Linked DNA regions of Gossypium raimondii: region 2 is linked to region 1. A link is a contact called in public Hi-C data. All regions are on one chromosome and are shown on one strand. Each heading gives the region's core, a stretch centred on a gene start, on an enhancer-like site or on the middle of the called end of the contact. The rest is flanking DNA. Distances are from core to core; before and after follow the strand shown. Region 1 has its middle 32 kb from the start of LOC128032955. Region 2 holds the start of LOC105798601 (heavy metal-associated isoprenylated plant protein 32).

Region 1 (4,908 bases), core at 852-3,351:
CTTTGGTACTGGTTGTTTATATACAAATATAAAATTATTAATTATTAATTATGTTAAATAATATAATTTGATGATTATATTTTATTTTAATGCAAGCAAAAAATGATTAGCAAAAAATTCTTTAAAAATAAAAAATTTCTATAAAAATTTAAAATTATAATTATGTGAAAATTAATAAAATCATAGTCTTAAAAATTAAAAAAATTGAGTTAGGTTAAAATTCAAAATTATAAAAATATTGAAATATCAAAAGTTCTTTAAAATTTTCAGAAAGTTTGCTATTTTAATTTTTTAAATTATTAAAATATTTTTAAAACTATAATTATGTATGTTGATTGAGGTTTAGCTCAATCTTACTTCTCGAAAGTGTTTTTGGGCCAATTTTGTCCCAAAAGTACTTTTGAAAAGCTTAAAAGTATTTTGTTTAACAAATGTTAAATTGGTCTTGAGTTTTAGGACTATTGTTGGTGTGAGTTTGAGTATATTAAAGCGCATATAGATTAAAAAGAAACTAAAAATAGTGATCAAAATTTATAATGAGTAATTATGTAAAAAATTAAAATTTCATAAAATCTAAGAAAAAGAACCTTCCAAGCCCTTTCACTTTGTAAGAAAATCCTCTCTCTTTTCCAGCCCATCGCATCAATAAAAATGGTTAAATTTTGTACAGATTTTACTTCAGCCATTTTAAATAGGTAAATATGTAAACAGGCTACCATCAAACAAAAACAACAAAAACCAAAAGAATTATTGATTTATTGTTCGACACTGCATCAAAATATAGTAAATTTCTGAGGTGAAAATAAATTAAAAACAAAAAAAGTTACCATATTCTAATCAATTAAAAGTTCAAGATAAAGAAAATTTAGGTTAACAAATCAATGGAACTTTAAGTTTTTAGATAATTAAAAATAGGCAAAAAAAATTATCAGCACTTCCCAATAAGTAACTCAAAAATTAACATCGGAATTAAAAAAATAATAATTACCTGAAAGGTCTCAAGCAATGGCGACGACTTGTTGTTTCAGAGGCTCAAGGATGTTGTTTGATTTTTTGCCTGTCTCCATTTTCTTTACATGGATATACATGTACGTTGATGTCACTGTAAAAAAAACAGAAACCATTTTCATTTCATTTGTCCGCTGTGGGTTGAAGTGATAGAGGACAAAGCTTGAACGGTGGTCCTGTTTTCGACCGGAGAGGATGTCGGCATGGTGGTTCAAGTGGCGGAAATGGGGTTGAAAGCAGAAAGGTTGCTTTTTCAGAAAGTTCAAAGGTTTGAAAGGTTGTTTTTAGAATTTTGTGAAATTTTCAATTTTTTTACGTAATTATAGTTTTAAAAACATTTTTATAATTTCAAAAATAAAATAACAAAATTTCAGAGTTTTTCAAAGAATTTTTGATATTTTTACAATTTTGAAATTTAACCTACTCAACTTAGGTTAATTTTTTAAGGATTTTATGATTTTTTATTACATAACTATAATTTTAAAAATAAATTTTATAGTTTTAGAAAATAAATAAATTTCTGAATTTTTAAAGAATTTGTAGATAATTTTAAAATTTTAGATAATTATGTTTCAAAATTATGATTAAAAATGTTATAAAGATAAAATTAAATATTTCGATTATAGTTCATAAGTTAAGTTAGATATTAACCTTTAAACTAACACGTCACGATATTTTTTCGGTTAAAATTATGAAAAAATCATCAAAGTATTACAATTCAATAACATTAATGATGAAAATGAAATTTTAACTGAGTTTAGCCATAAATTAGGTCGTGTGGTTTTTTGAGGGGTCATCAGTTAGGTTGTTGATTATGTAATCCTCAATCTAATCTAAAAGAGATTCCTTGAAGCAAATAAACAAAGAGAGTTGTTAGCCGGAACACTTGAGCCGAGCCGAGCCGAGCCGAGCCATTTCATGGAAACGGTGAAAATAATAAAAATAAAAATAAAGGAGAAGATTGGGAGAGAAGGGTGAAGAAAAAAGATAACGGAAGCTTGTAAACGGCGAAATTTGTCGGTTAGCCTGTGAGAAGAGCGCGGGAATCTTTTTCCATTTATTTTTTATTTTTTGTATTATTATTAAGGGAAGTACGGAAGGTGTTTAAAATAAGAAAAAGGTTAAGATGTGGGTCCCACAAAAGAAATCCAGACGCCTCCACGCTTCATTATTACTACAACTTCCTTCTTATCTCCCTTTTCTAGTGTATGAATTTAAGTTGAATTTTGCTTTTTATTTTAACAAATTTATATTAAGTTTTGAAATTTCAATTTACATGAATAAAATTTTTAATAAATCCTATAAACTTTTTAAAACGTATAAATTAATTATATTTTACGCATAATAAAAAATAAATTTATATTGATGTAAGTGGTTTCAACTTACCATTACAAAAATTAAGGGATAAGAAAATAGAGAAAAGGTGAATTCTAGTATTGAACTCAACCCTTGGATATTATTTAATTAAATTGAATCTCAAACCAATATTTATTTATGGGTAAACTATAAAATAGTCACTTTTGTTTGCCTCAAAGTTACATTTTAGTCACTTATGTTTGAAATATTACGTTTAGTCACTTCATTATTATTTTGTTACTTAATCGATCACTCTACCGTTAAGTTTCGTTATCTCTCTAATGATAATCTTATGTGGCGGTCCAACTAGATTTTAAGTGCCGCTTGATTTCTAAATGGGATGAAAATAGATTTTAAATTAAATAAATTTAATTAATTAAAATTTTTAAACCTAAACCTTAATCAAAAACTGCTCATCTCCTCTTTTTAATTTTTCTTCGTCTCTTCTTTTTTTAGGTTATTTTTTTCATTTGACTGGAAAAACTATTATTAAGATCAAAATAGTTGAAATCAAATTGACTGCTTCATAAAGATGGATTTAATGGAGAGCCCAGGTATGTCTTCTTTGCATTCCTCTGTCTCTTTTATTCAATACTGAAAAACAAAATATTGAATTTTTTATTGTTTAATGAAAACCCTAAATTAAAATTCTTGATATTTTCTTCGACTTTTTGAAATTGTTTGTGAACATGTATTTTATTTTGCGTCGGTAGACATCCCATAAAATGCAACCAGAAACATGTTTTCATGAACCTGTTTCATTTAAGCTAATTGTAAATTTTTTAGAAAAGGGTTGTTACTTTCACTGTTCTTGTTCCTAATCATTATATTTTCTAGTTTTTTCACAGTTCTTGAAAAATTGGTTGCTCAATCAAATTTTTCTAATCTGAATCAACTTGTATGTTCACAATCTCTTTGTGGGTATTCCATATTATTCTTTCTTACTGCTGATTTTGAGCTGAATTACCTTGCTATCTTTTTTTTCTGGTCTTGGGTAAGTTTCGGTTCAGAGCTAATTGGTTAGTAGCTTTTGTTTTCTTTAAATTATATTTCTATGTTATTAGTTTTATCTGCTTAGTACTTGGATTATCTTCTTTCATTCGACTTGAAGTTGGTGATATATGAAAATACTTGGGTTGAATGTTGTTTTGGTGTTTAACTTATCTTTTTCATTTATTTACCAGCATATTTTTGCTTAATTAGTTGAATTGCAATCCGTGGCATTGATGGTCTTGTAAGTGGAATCACTTTTTCTGCCGATTCTGTGAAGAAAAAGATCATTCTAAAACCAAAAGACCGAAATACTCCTCATGTAAGATGTTTGCCTTTTGTTTGTCTCATTTCCCATCATTCATCCATTGTTAACTATATTCAAGTTTTATTCTACTTCATTGTTATGTGTTTTATATGTGCTAGTGCTGCTGGTTTTTGAATTGTCCCTATTTTTCAAATTATTGAATGCAAATTATGATTCTTGTTTTAAATTTCTTAGGTCTCAGAGGGTGAATTGGAACAGCAAGGTGCATCATCTCCTTACTTCTGTTTTGAAACATAGAAACTTTTTATTGTACAAAGCAACGTTTTCAAATTTCTTCTTGCTTATATGTAGCCTTGGAGTGTTCCTGAAGTGTTGCGGCCCCTTTATGAGTCCTCAACTTGGCTTGCTCAGAAGACAACAATGGCGGTAAGACTATTTCTTGCATCTATACTTTGAATGTAGAGTTAGGAGTTAAACCAAGACACTAAATGTCTCATGGTATAACCTTGGCGTTAGCGCAGGCTTTGCGTCATTTGAGGCAGATTTCTTAGGAAATATCTCAGCTGAATGTTACCGGTTGGGGGAGAAGACTTGCAGATCTGTGTGCACTTAGTCACAAATTGAGCAAGTATGTTCATTCTTCTCTTTAGTAATTCACCATCTATGTCAGTGTAGGTAGATTCTTGATCGATGGCAGTAACATATTCTATTCTCCAGGGGATTTAATGAGGTTGTTAATGGGTTTACTGATGAAGGATGGTCGATGCTGGAAAGTGACGACGTTGATGACGTTACCCTCCTTGTGAACTCGTCTCCTGAAAAGATGATGGACATAAATTTTTCTTATAGTAATGGATTTCCTTCAATGGGAAATGCGGTTCTATGTGGCAAAGTATCCATGTTATTGTAGGTCAATTTCTAGATGTGTTACAAGCATATGAATTACATCAGAAGATTTACAAATACTAAACAATGAAAAACTATTTTTTCTTCCCAATGTTGTGATGATGGCCTCAATATTAAATTTGTGGTATAATGAACCATCTTATAGCTTTCTCAGCCTTTACTCATGTGTCAAACAAAATTTTATTTCTATAAACCGATGCTTTCATTCTTTTTGTAAAATGTGCCAAGAATACTTCTCGATTCTTGGGAACATCGATCGAGTGGGCGATAAAGGGTATTGATGCTTACTCTACTGCTACTATCAAAGTTGGACCGTGTAGCTTGCCAGTGCCTCGAGGGGGAAGTTTTGGGGGTCAAGTAATTCTTCCATTGACTCACAC
Region 2 (4,966 bases), core at 478-2,977, 350 kb before region 1:
TCAATATTCTAAAAAAAATTAGAAAGATTATAAAAATATCTCACACGTAAGTTTCCTTTTTTCCTTTTTTTTTGTCTATTCATTTTCTATTCCTTTGTAGAACAAAACAAAGCTACTCCCTTCTTCTCCAAACCCTAGCCTGTACTTGGAATCACCATAATTCAGGTCACTTTTGGCCAATTGAAGGTATCGACTTGCTACCTTTTCGTTGCTTTCTTCCAATTATTGAATGGTTTAAGATGAAATCAACCAAATCAAATCCCAATGTCCAAAACTTCAAATTTTCCAGTATCTTCTTTTAGTCATTGAATCGTCACCAGACTTTGATTGATGCTTCTCCTCATCCAAGCCTCCTTTTACCGTTCAAATTCAATGATAGATGCTCCAAACTCCATGAACTAGCATTGATTGAAACTTCTTGTTGGTTTTTTTTTTGTTTTGTTTTTCTTTTCTTTTCTTAGTTTTAATATTAATTTAGTTTAGTTAGTTTTGGTAGACATCTTGGACAACAACGGAGTTCATGCGCATCCTACAAGTGATTGAAACAAGGAGACCAATCAAATATAGGAGGGTTGAAAAAAAGTTCTCTTACTTTGACTATAGGATGCGGTGTATGAGATGTATACTAGTATCTGTATTATGTTTAAGTGTTTCAATTAAATTCAATTCTTTCGAAAAAGCATTAATCTATTACACTTTGATAAATATTGATAATTTACATATGTTAGGCAAATTTTATTTCTTTTCGACATAGTTTTTCTCTTTAGTGGAGTGGGAAATTTTCAATTTAGGAAAGAAAATGAATGCACTTGATTGATAAAGAGAAATTCAATATGTGCTTGATTCAATGGGAGGAAATCCAATTACGGTTTGATGGAGTAGCAAGAATTTTAGGGTTGTGTTTATTTTGTGATTAGGGTTAGGGGTTTTCCAAGACTTTGATTCTTATAAATCAAGAAATATGGTTAGAGTGCACTTTAGTTGAACTTTTATTGAGAAAAAAAAAGAATAAAATTTATATGGGGTTTGAAGGTTGTAAAATGGATACACCAAGGTAATCCAATCATGATATATGGTAAGTTCTTTTTGTTTAAATTTATTAGGCTGGCATGTACAAACTCAAGCTTTGGACCAATTTCTTTTCCTAATTTTGAATTCAATTTAAATAATAAAAAATATATTTAGATTTAAAAGATATGTATTTAAACATAAAAGAAGATATAATAATATAGATAATTTTCGAATCTCTTCCATCAACTTATTCCTCGTTAGAAGTTTTGATATAAAATTTAATTTTACAATTCAAAGAGTTTAATTATTTGACGAAAATCCTTTTAATTAAAAAATAAGAAAATAATTAAAATAAACTCGAATCTAAGGAGGATAGGGAAGCGTATGGCAATGCCATCTACTGTCATTATTGTATTGTATTATAAGAGAGTAAAAATCTGACAAGGAGTTCATTCAAATCTGTGATCTTTGTACACTCCATTTATTATTTTGGACCCACCAAAATCCAATCCCCCTCCTACGGTGAAAATTGTGAAATCACCAAAAGCCTCAAATTTATTTATTTATTTTCTTGTTCATACAAAGCCAATACCAAAGCCAAAAGCCAAAGCTCAAGCCAAGCCTAAACCCCATTTTACAACAAAAAAAAAACAAAAATCACTCTATCTTCTTTCTGGTAAAATTTCAACATATATAAATATATCAATAAATAAAGATCCAAAAGATAGAGTGAAGCTTTGCTTTGCTTTGCTTTGCCTGCTGTTGCCGTTGCCATTGCCATTGCCATTGCCGGCACTCTCTCTTTCTTGCCTTTTAGCAGAGTCTTTGCTTTGCTTATTAACATATATTCTCTTTCTTCTTCTTCTTCTTCCCTGCTCTCATTCTTTCTTCTTCTGTTAAACAAACCCAAATACTAAGTCTTTGTTGGGATTTGTTGTAAATTTCTATCATTTCTTCTGTTTTTTCTTCAGATCTGTGACCAACCCTTTTTTTTCCTCTTTCATTCTCGTTGTTTTTGTTTGTGTATTTGAGATTAGAAAAGAACAAAAAAAAAATGAGTAAAGAAGAGTTTATGAAGATCCAAGTATTTTCTCTTTCTTTTTCTCTCTCATTTTTTGTTTCTCTATCTTTTTTTTGGTTAAAGATTATACCTTTACTTCGTTTCTACTCAAAAAATCTTTTTTTTTTGCTTGTTTGCAGACTTGTGTCCTCAAGGTTAACATACACTGTGATGGATGTAAGCACAAAGTGAAGAAAATCTTACAAAAGATTGAAGGTATTTCTTCATTTTTTGGGACATTAATTTGTTTTCATGTTTCAGACTTTAAAGTTGAGTTTTTTGGGTTTTATTTTTGTTATGTCAGGGGTTTTTAAGACCACCATAGATTCTGAGCAAGGTAAGGTAACAGTGTTGGGAAATGTAGATCCTAATGTTCTAATAAGAAAGCTTGCAAAATCAGGGAAGCATGCAGAGCCTTGGGGTTCTGCAAAAGCTAACAACAATCAAGCTCATCTTGCCAACCAGTTCAAGAACATGCAGATGCTTGATAATGGCAAAAAAGGTGGAAACAACAACAACAAGAACAACAACCAAAACAACAACAAGGGTGGTCAGAAAGGGAACAACAACAACAACAATAACCAGCCGAAAGGTGGTCAGCCGACACCTCAACAGTTGCACCAGCATCTTCAACAGCTTCAACAAATGAAAGGGTTCCAAGATCTGAAGCTGCCTCAGTTGAAGGACATGAAAATGGGTCCTAATCCCAACCAACTCCAAAACAACAAAGCTGTCAAGTTTGCTGAAGAGGAAGATTTCAGTGATGATGATTATGATGATGATGACTTGGATGATGATTGTGATCTTGATGATGATGATTTTGATGATGGCGATGAGTTGGATGATCCTCGTCATCCAGTTAACAAGATGAAGGCTATGATGGGGAATAATGCTCCTCCTAAAGGAATGCCCAACAACATGGTGATGTTGAATGGCATGATGAATGGTAATCTTCCTCAGCTTATGAATCCCCAAAAGGGTCCTCAAAATGCTGCTCCTAATGGTGGGGGTAATGGTAAGAAAGGTGGTAACGGTGGGGGTGGTGGTATGCCTGTTGGTGGTGGTAACAATGAGGGTAAAAATGGGAATGGAGGTAAGAAAGGTGGTGGTGCTGGAGGGAATCCTAACGGGGGGAATCCATATCAAGGTGGCGGTGGTAAAAACGGTGGTAAAAATGGCGGTGGTTTACCTCAGGAGCTACAGAAGAATGGTGGTAACAACGGTGGTGGAAACGGTGGCAAAAAGGGAGCTCCCAACGGTGTTTCCGATGGGTTCCCTACCATGGGTGGCGGCGCTAATGGAGGGAACATGAGTCAACAACAAAGGGCTGCTGCCATGAACATGGCAATGGGCCAAATGGGGAGCTTACCCCAAATGGGTAACATCCCAGCAGTGCAAGGGTTACCGGCAGCAGCCATGAACGGCGGCGGCGGCGGCGGAGGGTACTTCCAAGGAGCGGGTCCGGATGTAATGCCGGGTAACCCATACCATCAACAACAACAACAACAACAGTATTTGGCAGCAATGATGAACCAACAACGTGCAATGGGAGGAGGAAATGAGAGGTTTCAGCCCATGATGCATGCTAGGCCACCCGCAGCTGTGAATTACATGCCACCATACCCATGTCAATATCCATACCCGTATCCATATCCCCAACCTCAAGCTCAACCTCAACCCGACCCTTATACCCACTTCTTTAGTGATGAGAATACCTCAAGCTGCAATGTTATGTGAAGATGATGATGATTTGGATTTTCATTTTACCCCCTAAAAAAAAAGTTCAAGTTTGATGCCATAATATACTTGAAAATGTTTTTTTTTTAATTTTAGTTTTTATCTTTTCTTTTTTTAAATTTTATGTTGGATTAGGGGTTAAATTATGATATAGATAATATTTTTGTTGAAGGTTTTAGGGGAGGATGATAAATGTTGTAAGTGGAAAGTCAGTGGTGTGGCTTTCCTTTTTTATGAGAATGTTGTTGATATTATATAAATTATATGTAGCAATACAAATAAGATTAACACAAATAAATATTTGTTCTACTTCTCTCTCACACACACACACACACACACAAACACACATACAATAGCAATATTAAATTGTAAAACAATGATAAAAGAGTCATGTGATAGTGTGGGACAGAGTGAGTGCGGTGGGAGAAATTGGGACCCACCAGTCTTGAATACCGTGTTTTTATTGGCGATTTTGTCCCTACTCTCTCTCATTCCTAATAATGATTATAACTAGGTAACCGCTTTAACTTTTTAACCCTTTTTAACTTTTACATTCTCATTTTCACTTTTCACTTCTACAAAAACCTTTGGTAAAGATTTCCCTTGTTTGTTTCTTTAACTTCTTTTCTATATATAAAAAACAAAATCCATTTCAATTTATATTGCTGCAAATCATTCGGTCCTTGAGTTTTTTCTCTTTAAATCATAAAAATAATTTTAAGTTATTTCATTAATTTAAATATACATATTTAATTTATAACAAAAATAAATTATATTAAAATAAAAATTTCAATTTAGGAAAAAAAGCATGGAAGCAGTTCCTTCCATGCTATGGACATTGTGTAGGATTTCTTTGGAAAGTCTTCGAGCTTTCTATCAATTCGATTTGAACTTGTGGATAGGTAGAATTAACAAGGAGCGTATGGCAGTGATGATGACGGTTTACCGTGAATTGGGATGGAGAGCCACTATTTTTGGTGAGAATGAAGAGGGTTTTTATGATAGAATTGGTTTAGGAAGAAAGTTCTTAAGTGTTCTAGGTGTATATTTGATAATCTCTTTAAGTGTTATGCTTGGGCTTATATATGGGAGAAAAGAAAGGCCACACATCTTGAGCTTGTTGGAGGCAGAGACCTATATTGTCACCTTATAATGGCG

Evidence for each region. Hi-C and Micro-C count contacts between places; a contact is called where the count stands out from the background.
Region 2: a contact with region 1 is called in a Hi-C map of leaf, with 2.1 times the contacts expected there. The contact joins the promoter of LOC105798601 here to the enhancer-like site in region 1. A contact is called at or near these places in 2 of 2 Hi-C or Micro-C datasets (both in leaf).

The regions. Positions count from the first base shown.
Region 1 is chr9:24,937,159-24,942,066 of ASM2569854v1, reverse strand. No RefSeq gene overlaps it. Among protein-coding and RNA genes, the nearest start is that of LOC128032955, 32 kb to the right of the region's middle. Within about 2 kb of position 2,101, the one cell type or tissue checked has open chromatin away from gene starts, as enhancers often do. A contact at or near this core is called in leaf, where this site is marked.
Region 2 is chr9:25,285,043-25,290,008 of ASM2569854v1, reverse strand. LOC105798601 (heavy metal-associated isoprenylated plant protein 32) reads left to right here and starts at 1,727. Exons shown (of 3, transcript XM_012628726.2): 1 at 1,727-2,095; 2 at 2,212-2,287; 3 at 2,376-4,106. The coding sequence starts at 2,066. The coding sequence ends at 3,808.